2 separate regions of the Sus scrofa genome follow, and region 1 is linked to region 2. A link is a contact called in public HiChIP or PLAC-seq data. All regions are on one chromosome and are shown on one strand. The core of a region is the stretch at or near the end of the contact, and the rest is flanking DNA. Distances in the headings are between cores, read along the strand shown. Region 1 overlaps GHR (growth hormone receptor). Region 2 has its middle 41 kb from the start of GHR.

The links. HiChIP or PLAC-seq counts read pairs in DNA pulled down with a chosen protein or histone mark.
Region 1: an H3K27ac HiChIP or PLAC-seq map of skeletal muscle shows a contact between it and region 2. The contact joins two enhancer-like sites. A contact is called at or near these places in 1 of 47 Hi-C or Micro-C datasets (skeletal muscle) and 1 of 2 datasets of contacts at active chromatin or transcription factors (skeletal muscle).

Annotation. Positions count from the first base shown.
Region 1 is chr16:27,353,721-27,357,331 of Sscrofa11.1, forward strand. The region is part of intron 2 of GHR (growth hormone receptor); the gene reads left to right. Among named protein-coding and RNA genes, the nearest start is that of GHR, 96 kb to the left of the region's middle. Within about 2 kb of position 1,816, at least 36 of the 83 cell types and tissues checked have an H3K27ac peak or open chromatin away from gene starts, as enhancers often do. A contact at or near this core is called in skeletal muscle, where this site is marked.
Region 2 is chr16:27,216,472-27,219,891 of Sscrofa11.1, forward strand. It overlaps a transcript of GHR not described here. Among named protein-coding and RNA genes, the nearest start is that of GHR, 41 kb to the right of the region's middle. Within about 2 kb of position 1,905, at least 5 of the 83 cell types and tissues checked have an H3K27ac peak or open chromatin away from gene starts, as enhancers often do. A contact at or near this core is called in skeletal muscle, where this site is marked.

The DNA.
Region 1 (3,611 bases), core at 566-3,065, 140 kb after region 2:
AGACTGGGAATCATGTCTCCCATATTTTCTCATATTGGAGTTTGGGGGCTTTATTTTCTTTTTTGGCTTCTTGGTATCTGAAATTGCTGTTCAGAGAAGCATATTAAACCATGACTCTTCCATTACCATGCATTTCTGTTACCAACAGAGGAGGTAAATGAATCACTTAAAATGAAACAATTTCATCCTCTTTTGTACATTATAAACATAGCCTTAGCTTTGACTGTAATTATAGTATATGGGTGTTGCTGCTGAGAAAATGATATAATTATAACATTATGGTTGAGAACCGTCTTGAGTAAAAAACACCGAGCTGCAGTGTGCAAAGTTTAAGATGGGATTATAGTCCTTTTTCAATATGAATGAGACTAATTAGCCAACTGCAACTGAGAGCTTTGGAGTATGATATTAATAGTGCAATAATATCAAAGTAACAATGAAGGGAAAATCTAATTTTCCTGTGTTCCTAGGAGTCTTACATGAAAGTATAGTGCAGAGCAAAAAAGTTCACCAACTTGAAGGAACAGGGATAAATCCAGGAAGCTGGGTTAGAAAAAAATCAGCACTCTGACTTGCTTTTTCCCTCTTTCCTCCTGGTGAAAAGACCTTACATTAGGCATATCAACTACCTGAAGTCTCATTTCCCTAAATATGGCGTTTAAAGTTTCAGCTTTAAAATGTTTAAAGAGAAGTCTTAGTTCCCTGAAAATGGCTTTCTTTCCCTTTAATAGACCCATCTAATGGTCTTAGACTTTATGCTACCATAAATTAAAGTTCTATATCCTAACTGGAGTGTTGATGACCACCAACGCAGGGCGTTGGTCAAGTCATGAAGTGTAAAATTTATATCTTTGTTTTCATTGTATGTAAAGTTTATCTCAATTTTTTTAAATTTTGAAAATGTTTTAAAGACCAGAGATTTCCAGCAACATGGAATATAAACAAGTATAAAGAGCAGAGTCAGAAAACCTAGCTGAGAGTAGCTATTCCACCACATAAAAGTCACAGACCTCTTGAGTGAACCTGTTCCCTTTATTTTCAAAAATGGGAATATTTGTGTTTAGACTCTCACCTTTACAGGGATCAGGTGTGACCAAGATATGCACATGGCTTGCAAGTGTTCTAAGACTCTAAACCCTAAGGGGCCCTCAAAGGAGAGGAAAGCATGGGCTGCTGCAAGCAGTGAACAGGGAGACAGATTTCTGTGTCATGGAACGCGGTTCCCAGGTTGTTTTCTCAGCCGGAGGAGGACATGGCCAGCAGTGCAAGGAGCTGTGGACGTGTGTGTATGTGTTTTGGAGGAGGAGAGGGGAAATCATTTGTCTTCCTGAATTCATCTCTCTTCCTGGCTCTTCCTAGAGCCTTAATCCTCTCTTGACCCCAAGGTTCAAAACAGCGACTTTTCACTCTCCTTTGTTAATAGACGTCAGAAAACTGAGATTAAGCTTAGCTTTGTCATACCCTACTTCCTTAGTATGACTTTTAAAATTATTATTATTGCTATTACTATTATTGAAGAGAAATAAAAATAGTAATAGAAGTGAATAGAAATATTTCCTGTACCAGACTGGCAGCTTGTTAGAGCAACTGTCTGCAGATTGGATTGTTTCAGACTTTGCTTGTTTTGTGTAGCATCATCAACAAATTTAGGATAACCCAGAATACCTTAACCCCTTAAGAGCCTGTCGCTTAAACTTCACCAATACTTCTTGTCCTTGCATCAGTGGTGATAATCTTTTCTGCCTGAGAGTTTCAAAAAGGGCAACTGCCTTTCCTCAATTTTCCTTCAAATGAGAGGAGTACTTGAAAAATGAAACTGAAAGCAGTAGCCCTCGGAGTAACCTGACCCCAGCTCTCAGACTCTGAATCAGGCAATCAGGCAACTGTGGCTGGAATTCTGACACTGCTGCTTCCTAGCTGTGGGATTTTGGACAAATTGCTTAACCTCTGAACCTTAATAAGCTGCTGACCTGTAAATGAGGATAAATGCTACCTGCCTTATAAGCATGCATAAAAAGTTCCAGTGAACATGTTAGTTTCCTTCCTTTTTCTATTTAGCTCTGAAAATATGTGGTATAGGAAGTTGTTAACATTTCATTAACACAAGGGAAAAGTATATAAATATACCAAACCTGAGATCTGATATCCTTCAGAATATTTTTTTAAAGGGGCATTAGTCTGGAATTTTATCAATGAAATAAGGAGTATTTGTAAAATGGTAACCAGAATTAATTAAAAACGAACAAAATGCTTTAATGATTCTGAGAAAGATAACCTGAAGATAAATATTCAGAAAAAGGAAATTATCAAAGCAAAAAGATATAGGGCACTTGATGTTTGCAAAGTAATGGAAGCCATAAAACCCCATTAAAGAGGAGACAAAGCCAAAAAGGCTGGTTCTCTTTGAAGGGCTTTTGAAAACAGACATCTGGAAAATTATGGTCTACTCCCTGGGCCTTATTTCCCACTCTGGAAAAGCAGCCGCCTCATGTACAAAAAGATCAGCCAGGAGATGAAATGATTTATCAGAACTGGTGAAAATAATTAAATCTGAAAAGCATGATCCTGGACATGGAGTGGGGTGATTTCTGCAGAGATTTTGAAAATAAAGTAGTTCAATACAAGGATTTGGTTTGACTGTTATAAAGCAATGTGACAGCTTGAGAAAACAGAATGTTCTGAAAATCCTGTTTACTTTGGTGGTGAGCCAGCCATCCAGGGGAGAAACCAGAGTTCTTTTCTTTAAGAAATGTAGGTTTCAGTTGGAAGAAAAAAAATTAGGGTAGGTTTCAGCCTTCAACCTAGTAAATTGGGAGTATTTACTGAGCACCTATTTTAAGCATAAAATCATCTTAAATGACCCAGGGAGTGGATGAGTTAGGGGTCCCAGGGTTATGAAGAAAGAAGATGTGGCTCTTGAACTTGAAGGCTTACAATTTATTTGAGAGTTCTTTGTCCCCATTTTCCTTATACTGTGATGTTATTCAAAGTCATATAAGATGCCACATAAATTCACTGGGGATAATATTACAGAGAGCAACAGTGACACTTAAATGCTTCCATTATATTCACTACCCCAGTTATCTGCAGTTGCCTGGGGAAATTGCAAGCAAGGACAGGAAAATGCCAGTACCAGCCAGTTCCAGATAATGAAATTATTTGCTCCAAAAACTTTCACTGTATTACTAAATTAGATTGGTTAGGACTAAAAAGCAATAGGACTGATTTTCTTATGTGACTCATGAATTCATTTAACTCTAAAGATAATTCCCCAGGAAGAGTTTTAAAAATGCTTTGAGCAGTAACAACCTCATTGGGATTTATTCAAAACTTCCCAAGATACTCACTTTTAAAGATAATATCATTTAACTATATGAGTGCCAGCATGATAATTAAAATGATTCATTTTATTACTTTGAAGATAAAGTTAGAAAAAGAATTGTGTGTGTGTGTGTACATGTAAAATATGTGACCGCGTCACTTTGCTATACAGCAGAAATTCACAGAACATTGTAAATCAACTATAATAGAAAAAATAAAAACATTACAAAAAAAGATTGAATAAAAATAAATATAGCCTCAAAAAAAATAATGTCATTTAACTACATGAG
Region 2 (3,420 bases), core at 655-3,154:
TGTGACTTTGAAAAACTTTGATCTCATCAGCAAAAAATTAGAGTTTATCCTGAAGCAGAGGTGTAGACCTTATGCCCTGGCTGCTGGCGTGATGTCCCCTGTGGTCAGATTGATCCTTAACTGGCACAAAGGATTTTATGGACAGGTGGTTGGGGCAAATTTTGAAACCTGATTGTTTACACTTGTTTTCCAGAATATGTAATTATTTACTGGTGCTTGCTAAAATGTCAGTTTAGTTTATTTTGGCAGAGATAGGATTAAGTTTAATATTTGGAGGCATCTCCTTCAGTTGGTCTGTCCTGGCTTTTGTTCCAGGGCTTGGTTTGGCATGTAGCAACACAACCTGCTGGTCAACTCATTAGAGGTTTATTGTTTAAAAATGTATCTTCTCAAAGCAAAAAAAAAAAAAAAAAAAAAAAAGCCCATCCCTTTGTCATGTCCTAGCTCTCTCCTCTAAGACACCAATAATGGGGAGTTTAATATAGAAGGACTAATTGGGAGGTTGAGAAAATAAGTTTTGGAAAGACAGTGATGACTTCAGAGTTTTCCTCAGATGGAGATTTCCTTTTAAAAACCTGAACTGAGCTTTTATTAAAACAATAACTGAACTTTGAAATAAGATCAGACTACTGAATTACAATCTCCAGGGGATCTTACGGGCAGCACAGGGAGTTATGTCCAATCTCTTTGGATAGAAGGTAAATGGAAGAATGTATGAGAAAAAGAATGTGTATTGTGTGTGTGTGTGTATGACTGGGTCCCTATGCTGTACAGCAGAATTTGACACAACACTGTAAATCAAATATACTCTAATTAGAAAAAAATCTCCAGAGGGACAGGGATGTGTCTGTGTGGTTTATGACTACATCTTTGGGCCTATGTCAGTACCCAGCTCATAGTAGGCACTCAGTAAAATTGAATGAAACAAAAAAAAGCTGAATGAATGAGTACAGTATCTAAATTAGCATGACTTTCCCTTGGAATAATAGTAAGTCCAAAGGGAATATGTCATCACTTCTTTAGGTCAGTGCTTATTTTGTCTGTTCCAATTAAAAGGAAAAAAATTGTGATGTAAAGGAAACAAAGTGAAATGTTATGCATTTCTATTGCATTTGACATCTGCGGCAGGTTTTAAGTTCATTTCCCAAATCCTATTGTATTGAGATTGTCATATGTTTCTTAGAGGCATTGTTCATTCCAACTTACAGTGAAGTTAGGTCACTGCCATTCTGAGTGGACATATGTTTTGTATTATTAAAATGGCATGTCTTCTGGGCGTGACCGCATACTCCAAACGCTTGCATAATTTCTCTTGATGCTGTGCCATCTTGCCATTGCTGAGGCTAGGGACCAAAGGAGGTCTCACTCCCTTCCTAATATTCTTTTGACCACTTTAGACTATGCTAAGCCTATTCACACCACTAACTGGCTCCGTACTCTGTTTTCTGGTCTTCTCATATTGGCTTATGTGGTCCTCGCCCTTCCCTTTCTTTCCCTAAAATTGGTTTCTGGATGTCATTATACTAATAATAAATAGTATTAATAGCATTATTATATTAATATATTGATGATTATTTTTGTTAATAGCATTATCACAGCACTGCCATGCGTTTACACACACATATACAGAGGGTGAGAGAGTGACTGGTGGATAATTTGGCTATCCTGTGAATGCTAAAATTTCTCACTAAACACATTTTGTGGGTGTGGGTGGTGTTGTTTGTTCCCTTTGCCACTCAAATATCAGGGAAAACATGTGCTTAGGAAACAGAGTCTCCTTTGCCCCATCGGTATGGAAGACATACGCAAAAGGAGTGAAGGGGTGTGTTTGCTGCAGCCAGGGCTCTATGAGAAATAACACTGGTGAAGAAAAGGCTCAAAGAGCAATAAAAGTCCATGACACTTTGTCCTGGCAGAGTAAGCTCATCCTCATCAGCGTTTCCCCTGCCTCAGGCACGTTTGGAATGACCAAAGCAGAGTGGCCAGCTTCTCAGAGGCGGCAAGGCTTTGCATCGCCATCTTCCTCGTCCCAATATGAACAGAACTCTGCCCAATAGTTTCCCACTCTTGTTGCCATTAACACGCTCAGCCTAGTTGAGGCAGGCAGGGATTCTTGGCATTCACAGGGAACCAAGATGATATCTGATCTCCCCACTGGAGAAAAGTGAGAAAGAATGATTCCTTGGGACTCTGAAAATATAAACACAAATAGAAAATTAAAACTGAAGAATTCACTTGGAGTCATAAAAAGTGCTAAACTCTCTGTTGGTCATGTGACTTATTCTTGGCATTCGAGGAGCCAGAGGCTCTTGTGGTCTAATCTGGAGAGCATCCCTAACTCGCTGTGTCACCTTGGCAAATTGGTTGATCTCCTGTGCTGTAGTGTTCGGTCCAGCTGCTAGATGGGATGAAAGCAAGACCTCACTGAAACCAGATGCTGCCTCTCTGAAAGGCTTTCAGCAATAAATAATATCGTATATACTTTGTTCCTGGCAGCAAGTATTGAACTGTTATAACCCCCTGTTTTCACTTGCTTCTAAAATTCTGGAAATTTCTCCTTTGGGCTTGGCTTTTTCCATGCTTGTCCTTAGCCCAAAGCTTTTTGGAAAGTTTGACCAAAATTTCACTTAGCTGTTTTTCCTGAGTGATGGGAGAATAAAGGCAATGCATTGTTTTTTCAGCTCATAAAGTAAATTTCAGTTTTGCCTGGTATATGTCAGAAAAATAGCAGAGCTGCTACCTTTAAAGTCTTTAGTGAAAGAATCATGGGACTGTAAAGAATGCCTGCTGATGACAATTTTAGGTTGCTGAGTGTATCCTTTGTCTTTAAACAAGACCGCATACAATCGGGACACACACACAAAGCTCTAATGCTGTTTTAAAGATGGCCAAAGAAGAAGTCTCCACATTCCCTCATAACCCATCCTCAGTTAAGTTACCAAGACACAACTGCAGCTACAATTGGCTGTCCTCTGTCTTGACCACTTGGTCCATATCTGCATGGTTCCTAAGCTTTATGTACCGGTACTGATCCCCTTGTATGCGTTTTGAATAAAGTTGACCGTGTTTTTCAGGTGACTTTCAAAGAAGCCTTCTCTGATCATCAAACTAGATGATGCATTTCCTCGTGGTACTAACCACATACGTGTGCAATGACATCACTTGTGCTTCCCTGATAGACCCATAGTCCCACTTATGGCAGAGTCAACATCTGTCTTACTCACCGTCTCTGTGGCATTTAGTTTAGTGCTGAACATGGGGTAGAAACCCTTTGCTGAATGAGTTCAGTGACTCTGGGTACAACTGTTGTTAGAATTTTTTCAGAGATTTGTCCAGGCATACATGCATGCATTCAACAAGCATCATTGTCTACTTTATGCCAAGCATTGCTGGGAATCTGTCCTTTAGTAGATAGCACAG